Regions from separate parts of the Mus musculus genome. Here regions 1 and 3 are each linked to region 2. The links are chromatin contacts, called in public promoter capture Hi-C maps. All regions are on one chromosome and are shown on one strand. The core of a region is the stretch at or near the end of the contact, and the rest is flanking DNA. Distances in the headings are between cores, read along the strand shown.

Evidence for each region. Promoter capture Hi-C pulls out the DNA fragments that hold promoters and counts their contacts.
Region 1: a promoter capture Hi-C map of hippocampal neurons shows a contact between it and region 2, with 4 times the contacts expected there. The contact joins the promoter of Yap1 here to the promoter of Pgr in region 2. A contact is called at or near these places in 1 of 39 promoter capture datasets (hippocampal neurons), 1 of 484 Hi-C or Micro-C datasets (embryonic stem cells) and 1 of 115 datasets of contacts at active chromatin or transcription factors (embryonic stem cells).
Region 3: a contact with region 2 is called in a promoter capture Hi-C map of hippocampal neurons, with 4 times the contacts expected there. The contact joins the promoter of Cfap300 here to the promoter of Pgr in region 2.

The regions. Positions count from the first base shown.
Region 1 is chr9:8,003,335-8,006,034 of GRCm38.p6, forward strand. It overlaps Yap1 (yes-associated protein 1), which reads right to left and starts at 1,262. Exons shown (of 9, transcript NM_001171147.1): 1 at 781-1,262. The coding sequence starts at 1,056.
Region 2 is chr9:8,898,412-8,901,111 of GRCm38.p6, forward strand. It overlaps Pgr (progesterone receptor), which reads left to right and starts at 1,422. Exons shown (of 8, transcript NM_008829.2): 1 at 1,422-2,700. The coding sequence starts at 2,057.
Region 3 is chr9:8,041,623-8,044,322 of GRCm38.p6, forward strand. It overlaps Cfap300 (cilia and flagella associated protein 300), which reads right to left and starts at 1,253. Exons shown (of 7, transcript NM_199017.3): 1 at 1,048-1,253; 2 at 787-868. The coding sequence starts at 1,157.

The DNA.
Region 1 (2,700 bases), core at 12-2,511, 900 kb before region 2:
TCCAGTTGGGAAAATAACCAGGCGTCGTGGATACGGATAAGCAGCCATGTTCACATCCGCAGTCAGTTAAAGAGCAATGGCGAGCTTGGAATTAGTCATTGCTTCCCAAACATTACCTTTAATCACAGTTGAGCCGGGCAGAACTCGGCCTATGAGTCAACCTGCAACGCGCTATCAAAGGCCGGCGCAGAAACCTCTGCACCGTGAGCGCAGCCGAGCTCCTGCGCAACACACAGACGTGGCTCATTTAAAAGCTTTCGGGCCGAACAGTAAATAATAGGTTACGATTTAGGAAAAGGACACGTGAGCCCACCGAGTGTGAAAGGATCCCGCCCGCGCGAGTTCCAGGGCACGGCGGAGGCGAGTGGGGGGTCGAGGGAGCTTCGCTCGGGCTGGGGAGCCCGAACCCTGCATCCGGAGAGCGCCTGGGCCGCGAGAACAGAAAAGCTTTCGGGAGAGGGAGGGGGAGGGGACCGGGAGAAGGAACCAGAAACTCAATGGACCAGTTCAACCCCCACCCCTCACCGGCACGCGAAAACAAGAGGGCAGTTAACACAGCTCCACCGGAGACTGCAGTGGCGCGGGAAGGGGAGATCGGGTACCCCCGGCTGGGGTCCCGCACAAGACGCCGGCCCCCTCCCCCTCCTCCCCTCCCCCTCGTCAGAGCGAAGGTGCGGAGCGGAGGCGCGCGCATTGTGCACCCCCCCTGCGGCCAACTCCGCGAAAACAACCCCCAGCACCGCACCCCCACGCGGCCCCGCGCCCCCGGGATACCCTTACCTGTCGCGAGTGGGACTTGGGCTCAGGCGGCTTGAAGAAGGAGTCGGGCAGCTTGCGAAGCCGCATGGGCACGGTCTGAGGCACGTTGGCCGTCTTGGGGTTCATGACGGCATTGAAGAGCGCCTCCAAGTCGGTCTCCGAGTCCCCGCGGACGTGCACGACCTGGTGGCCGGCCGGGGGTGCGGGCGGGGCCGCGGGGGTCCCGGCCGGAGACACGGACGGCGGCGCGGGGCCTTGCGGGGCCGGCTGGGGCGGCGGCTGTTGCGCGGGCTCCATGGCTGCGGCCTCGTTCGACGCTCGGGGCACTGCGCTCAGGTTCGGGGGGCTGCGACGCGCGCCCGCATCGCCCTGCACTCCTTGCCCGAGGCCGCCTCCCCTCTCCTCCCCTCCCCTCCGCGAGCTCCTTCCTTCCTCCCTTTCTTTGCCCCCGGCCGCGGCGGCGTCCCAACTGAGACAGAAACTTTGGCTCCAGACGCCCAAACTAAAAAGTTGCGAGGAGCGCCCGCCCGCGCGCCTCGCGGGCTCCGCCTCCTCGACGCTCTTCCTTCCTCTGCGCGCCCGCCCGCACCGAATCCGCGGCCCGCGGCCCCCGGGGAAACTTTCCCTGCGCGTCGCTACATTCCTGCAGACTCCCGGCCGCACGTGACCCGGGGGCGACCGCGCTGCGTGCGCACCCACCGGCCGGCCCCGAGCCGCTCGGCTGCGGGCGCAGATCCTGCCGGACCCGCGCGCAACGCCAAGGCCGCGAGGAATCGGGACAACCGGCTTGGTAGGGTGGATGCAAAGGCCACACTGTTCACCCGCACTAAGGTTAATCCGGTCCGCGTTTTAACATTGATTCCATTTACCACCAAGTTTGAAGAAGAAACAACAAAACACTTGAGGGCGGGTGCAAATGATTTCAAAGTGAAGCTTGGAAACCAGGAGTTGCACTGGGAGTACCTTACAAAAGGAAACAGTATTACTTTTTAAATTTTGTTTTAAACAGGCTTTACTCTGTAGTCAAGGATATCCTCCAACTCTTTGTGCCACAGCTTCCACAGACAGCTAGGATTCCAAGCCAGGGCCTCTGCTAGCCCGGTTTTTGTAGGTTCATAGGTTCGTCCTTTTTCTTTTCTTTTTTCTTTTTTTTCTTTTCTTTCTTCCTTCCTTCCGCTCCCCCTTTCTCCCTCTCCTTCCTTTTTCTTCCTTTTTGTGTTTCTAATTATGTACAAGTGAGCACAGGTGAAGGTCAGAGGACCATTTGTGGGATCTGTTTTCTTCTTGGTTGTGGGTCCCAGAAATCGAGCTCAGGTACCCTGAACCATCCATCTCATGTTGACTACCCTATTTTGCTGTTTTGAGTCAGGTTCCTATGTAGCTAAGGCTTTCCTCCAATTCACTACATAACTGAGGCTAGCTTAAAATTTCTGCTCCCCCTACCTCAGCCTATAAAGGGCTCAAATAACAAATGTGGGGCACCTTGCTCAGCAAACTTTTTTTTTTTTTAAGTGAAAAGTCAATTTTTTAACACCAAAACTTGACATTTCTTTGGGAACTTCAACTCAAAACATAAGTCACTGTTTAACCTCATGGAGCATTGTGGGTTTTCCTCTTGTGTTTAGTACAAGGGTAAACAATGCAGGGTAGACTAAGAAATGAACCTCAATGGAGATTACCTTAGCCCCTGATTCTCTGTGTGTCAGTCTTTTATCTATCAGGAGCCTATCTGGAATCACTCCAAAAATGATAAAAATCTGTTCGTGTTTTTTAAGTTAATTATTTTGTATTGGGTGTTTTGCCTGAGTTTATGTCTTTGCCTTGGTTCCACAGAGGTCCAAAAGATGGTATTAGATTCCATGGAATTGGAGTACAACTGGTTGTGAACAGCCACGTGGGTACAGGGATTCGAACCTGAGCCTTCTTAGGAACCAGTACTTT
Region 2 (2,700 bases), core at 172-2,671:
ATGCCTCCACCCCCAGCTCCCACACTCCGGTTTTACCATTTGATACCATAAAGACATACAATAACTGCTTCCTTGAATTCTCTTCTCCCTCCCTAATTCTCACACATTTAAAATTAGTCAGCAATATCTCATTGCTGGAATAGTCCACACCCAAGCCCAATGGTCCAGTGTAACAGCAGCAATTCACGACTATGTAGCACCTCCCTGGTGATTGACATCTAGGCACCTTGCCTCCAGCAGCTCTGCCATCTCTGCAGTTTTGGAGCCTTTCACAAATCTTCTAGACCTGGCTGAGAATAACTGCAGGCTTCAGCATTAAAATGGCCTGGAAACACTCAAAGGCATTTCCCAAACGACTAACTCACTTTTGAATAGCGATGTGTCACGGCATCCACTGACTGGGCTTGAGAGTGGACAGCTTATGACGGTGTATAAAATAAATCATATTACTCTCTCCCCTCCACAGTGTTCTCATGACTTTAAAGGTGATTTATTCTTAAAGCTCAATGGTAATTATTCTAAGAGTAGAGAAACATAGAGGGGAGAAAATGCCATTTAGCTTTCCCAGTGGAAAACTTAATATGTGATGTAGATATTTAGTAAGGACTGAAGAGAACCTCATGAAAATCAGAACAAACAGAATATGACACTCAATGTCCAAACTCCCCATACAGGCAGCGATGTGTTACCAACTGTCTTCCATCCTTAACTGCTAAGTCACATTGGTGGCCCACTTGTCACAAGAATAGTTTGAGCGTGTTAGAGGAAGGCTGGACAGGCAGCCAGTAAGGTTGTTCAGTGTCAAACTCAGGATGAGTTCTATCTCCAGAATCTGCATGGTTCAAGGAGGAAATCCACTCTTTGGGGCTAGTCTTAGACTACCATATGCACGCGACACATGCAAGCACTCACACATATACACACAGAGCACTTGCTGCTCCTGCAGAGAACCCCAGTTAGGACCTCAGCACCTATATCAGAGCACCTGCAACTTCACCTCTGAGGGCTCTCACCCTCTCTGCTGACGTCTGAGCAACTATATAACCATGTAACATACACTCCCAGAGACATATACACGTAATAAAATGAAAATACTTGAGATCATTTTATACCTTTTATACAAAAAATAAAATGTCACGATATGTCACTGTCTGTGTTGAATATTTACAAATATTTTCAAATCCTGAAATCTTTACAACAACTTTGCTTTTTATAGGGTGGGGCTGGCATGCTTCTTAATTCAGTACAAATTCTGATATGTTTAGATTTCTTCTCAAAGCATCTGATATTCCAGGTGGAATCAGACTAGTGAGTAGCTGGAATTCCAACGCCAGAGATTTAGATCTAGCCAGTGATTGGCTAGGGAGGGGCTTTGGGCGGGCCTTCCTAGAGCGCCAACGCTTGCTAGAAAGCTATGGAGCCAGTCTAGACTGTCACTATCAGTCTTTGTAGTATTTACGGGTGCGAGGATTCTGACATTCTGCTAACTTCTCTTAGCTTTACTAGAGCAACCTGCAACCAGAACTCGCTGGGATTGTAGAGAACCTAGGGAGCCATAGAGACTGTCGCTGCAGGAGAACGAGTAAGAATGGGCTACGTCTTAGCCCCAGGTTTTTGGTGAGGACTGTAAAGCAAACTTCCTAGGATGTCTAGGTTTCAACAAACATAAGAAGTCCGGAGATAGCGGGAGTCCTTTTTTTCAGCACCGGCCACACCAGTTCCGGGTCTCCCATTCAAGAAGAAACACGAAAAAAAGTCTCTCGAATAACTCCCAGTTCTCAGACCAGACCAGCTTGCTCCAGCTACTTCTTCCTGTCCTCACCCCACCGCGACCGGGACAGCGCGACTACCACCCTTCCTCTGCGTCTGGGTGGAGGGTAAGGACAGGAGCTGACCAAGACCGCCCCTCCCAACCAGGAGGTGGAGATCCCACGGGTCCTGCGACTCTACACCCACTTCCTCCTCCCTCTGCCCCTATATCACCGGCACCCCCTCCTCCTTCCCTTTTCCCTCCTCCCAGGAGACAGGGGAGGAGAAAAGGGGAGCTTGGGTCGTCATGACTGAGCTGCAGGCAAAGGATCCGCAGGTTCTCCACACGTCTGGCGCTTCGCCCTCCCCCCCACACATCGGGTCCCCCTTGCTTGCACGCTTGGACTCAGGTCCCTTCCAAGGGAGCCAGCACTCGGACGTGTCGTCTGTAGTCTCGCCTATACCGATCTCCCTGGACGGGCTGCTTTTTCCTCGGTCCTGCCGGGGTCCCGAGCTCCCAGACGGAAAGACAGGGGACCAGCAGTCGCTGTCCGACGTGGAGGGAGCTTTCTCTGGGGTAGAAGCCACTCATAGGGAAGGAGGCAGAAATTCCAGAGCCCCGGAGAAGGACAGCAGACTCTTAGACAGTGTCTTAGACTCGTTGTTGACTCCCTCCGGGACCGAACAGAGTCACGCCAGCCCTCCAGCCTGCGAGGCCATCACTTCCTGGTGTCTCTTTGGGCCAGAGCTTCCAGAAGACCCCCGCAGTGTCCCTGCTACCAAAGGGTTGTTGTCCCCGCTCATGAGTCGGCCAGAGATCAAGGCTGGCGACAGCTCCGGGACAGGAGCAGGACAGAAGGTGCTGCCCAAAGGACTGTCACCACCCAGGCAGCTGTTGCTCCCTACCTCGGGGAGTGCTCACTGGCCCGGGGCAGGGGTGAAGCCGTCCCC
Region 3 (2,700 bases), core at 3-2,502, 860 kb before region 2:
CTATAAAGTCAATGCTCAGAGGAATGGCAAGGAATGACGGTCACTTCACAAAACTGAACACTTTACCTACTGTTGGGTAGGAGGCAACATTTCAAAATGGGGCTCGGTTTTAAGATGCACATAAAAATCTCACACCTTTGAATGAACTTTGCCTTCTTTAAAGAATTCCCTTCTAGCTAAAGGTTTTTTTCAAACAGGCCATTGCTCAAAACCTTTGGGAGGAAATCCTGTTTGGGTACTACTGTTACAGCTTGATGCCCACTTCTCAGGGTGAATTTGATTTTCAGAAACCAAAAGTATTTGGAGTTAAGACTAATAAAGTCCACGTAGTAGTATTTAAAAACAAGATGTGATTGTTAAAAAAAAAAAAGTCCCATTGAATTTTCAGTCAACATCGGTAACACATGCCTGTATTTCTGAACTGGGATTCGGAAGCAGGATGACTGACTGATACGAGTTGAGGCCATCGTGAATTACACAGTGACACTGTCTAAAATAACTACAGACTTGTAAAGTTATCTAAGGCAGAATTCCGAAGGTAGGTAAAAGACATTGGCAAGGTGGTTATGGTGGCACTTGGGTGGCAGGGGCAAGAGGATCCCAGTGAATGCCAGGCTAGTCTGGTCTACAGAATGAGTCGCTCTGTCAAAAAGCCCCCTAAGAAACAAAACAAAAGAAAACCCAACCTGCACTTTTTATTACTCCCAAAGTCTAAGAACATGTCATGGAGTGTTCCCAAGAACATCCAAAAGAGCGCCCCCCCCTCCCCCTTTCCCCAATACCAACCATGACAAAATCATCCTTTTGGTAGGGCTGGAACGTCTGGTCGAAGCTGAACGCCTGCGCCTGGATTCTGCCCAGCATGGACCTAGCAGAGGGGGAAGAGTCAGCGGGCCCTGGCCGGAGTTGAGGGAGCGCAGAGCCGAGTCCCGGAGCACGGACACGAACACGAACAGGGAGAGAACCCCAGGACACGAGCGCGGTGCCACGGCCCCAGCCCACCGACCTGAGCCCGCCGCATGGCCACTTCCGCCCCTCGGCCCTCACCACTGGCGGAGGCGGCTGGTGATCTCCCGGGCGCTCAGCGACGAGAAGGTTCTATGAGGCAGGAATCTGAAGTAGTAGCCGCCTCCATCCCGTGGCTCCCCAGCCGCCATCCTGCTTATGACCAGGGTAAGAAAGCAGTAGTCGTTTCCATAGTGACACAGCGGTAGGACCTGCCACCACGTTCAGGGGGAGGGGCGCCGCTCAGAGGGCGGGGCCTGGGAGAGAAGTGGGCCCCTTGGCTCAGTACGCATGCGCCATGGCATTTTGGGTCCCTGCCTTTACACTGAGGACTCTTAGCCTGGCTGTTAGGAAATGGAAGGAGGTTGCCAGTCTTTGTGTTGACAGGAACTCTTAGTTCTAGACACTGGCCAGTGACCTAATATCAAAACCTACAGTTTCAAACTGACAATTTCCTTTTGCACTAAGCAAAAGTCTAATTAAGTTGGTTTCGTTTGAAAGACAAAGGGACTGCTTAGGAACATAATCTCGTCTGTGGCTCTTTTCCTTTTGAAGTTTACATCTCAGGCAGGTTCCTGCGAGCACTACACCACAACACGCTGCTAATCAGTGTGGGATGTATGCTTACCTGCTGAAAATCTCATTCAGGAGCCAACTTGTTTTTGTTTAGGAGCTGTTTTAGGATTTAGGTGGACGAATTTTTTTACCTCTACTAACTTCATTTCCTTCTGCTTGAACCTTAAGAACCAAAAGGTCAAATAAAAGGGAGCAGGGACAGGGGGAGAAGGGGGAAGCTTCGGAAGAGGGGGACAGAGGGAGAGAGGCTTGTTATCACTGTTACTTTGTGTGCCACGAATATTATTCCACAGTTTATCCTTTTGGGTTATTACAATTTGAAGCTATTAGGAATGCAGTGGTGAACATTCTTATATAGGTTTTTTTTCCCAGTCCTCCCATTCATAAGTTTATGAATTCTTTGTTTATTTTTTGTGTATATGAGTGTTAACCTGTATGCATGTCTATGTACCACAAGGGAGCCTGGTGCTCTCAGAGGCCAGAGGAGAGCATCAGATCCCTAAGGACAGTTGTGAGCTGTCCTGTGGATACTGAGAACCCCTGTCCACTGCAAGAACAGAGAGAGCTCTTAACCGCTGAGCCATGTCTCTAAGCCTCTCATAAGTGTTTTTGTAAAGGAAACAAAATTTTATTGTAAGATTCTTAGGATTTCTATTGCCTCAATGAAGCACTATAGCCAAAAGGTATGTTGGGTAGGAAAGGGCTTATTTGACTTACATTTTCATATCATTGCTCATTGTCAAAGAAGTCAGGAAAGGAACTCACACAGGGTAGGCTGATGGAATCGATGGCTATGGAAGGGGCTGCTTACTGGCTTACTCATCCTGCTTTCTTATAATGCTCAGGACCATCAGCCCAGATGGCGCCACCCACAGTGGACTGGGTCCTCCCCCATCAATCACTAAATAAGAAACTTCCCTGTTATCAGATCTTATGGTGGCATTTTCTTAACTGAGATTTCCTCATCTCAGATGATTTTAGCTTGTGCTAAGTTGACATAAAACTATCCAGCTCCTTGTCACAACCGACTCCTTGTCACAACCGACTCCTTGTCACAATCGACTCCTTGTCACAACTGACTCCTTGTCACAATCGACTCCTTGTCACAACTGACTCCTT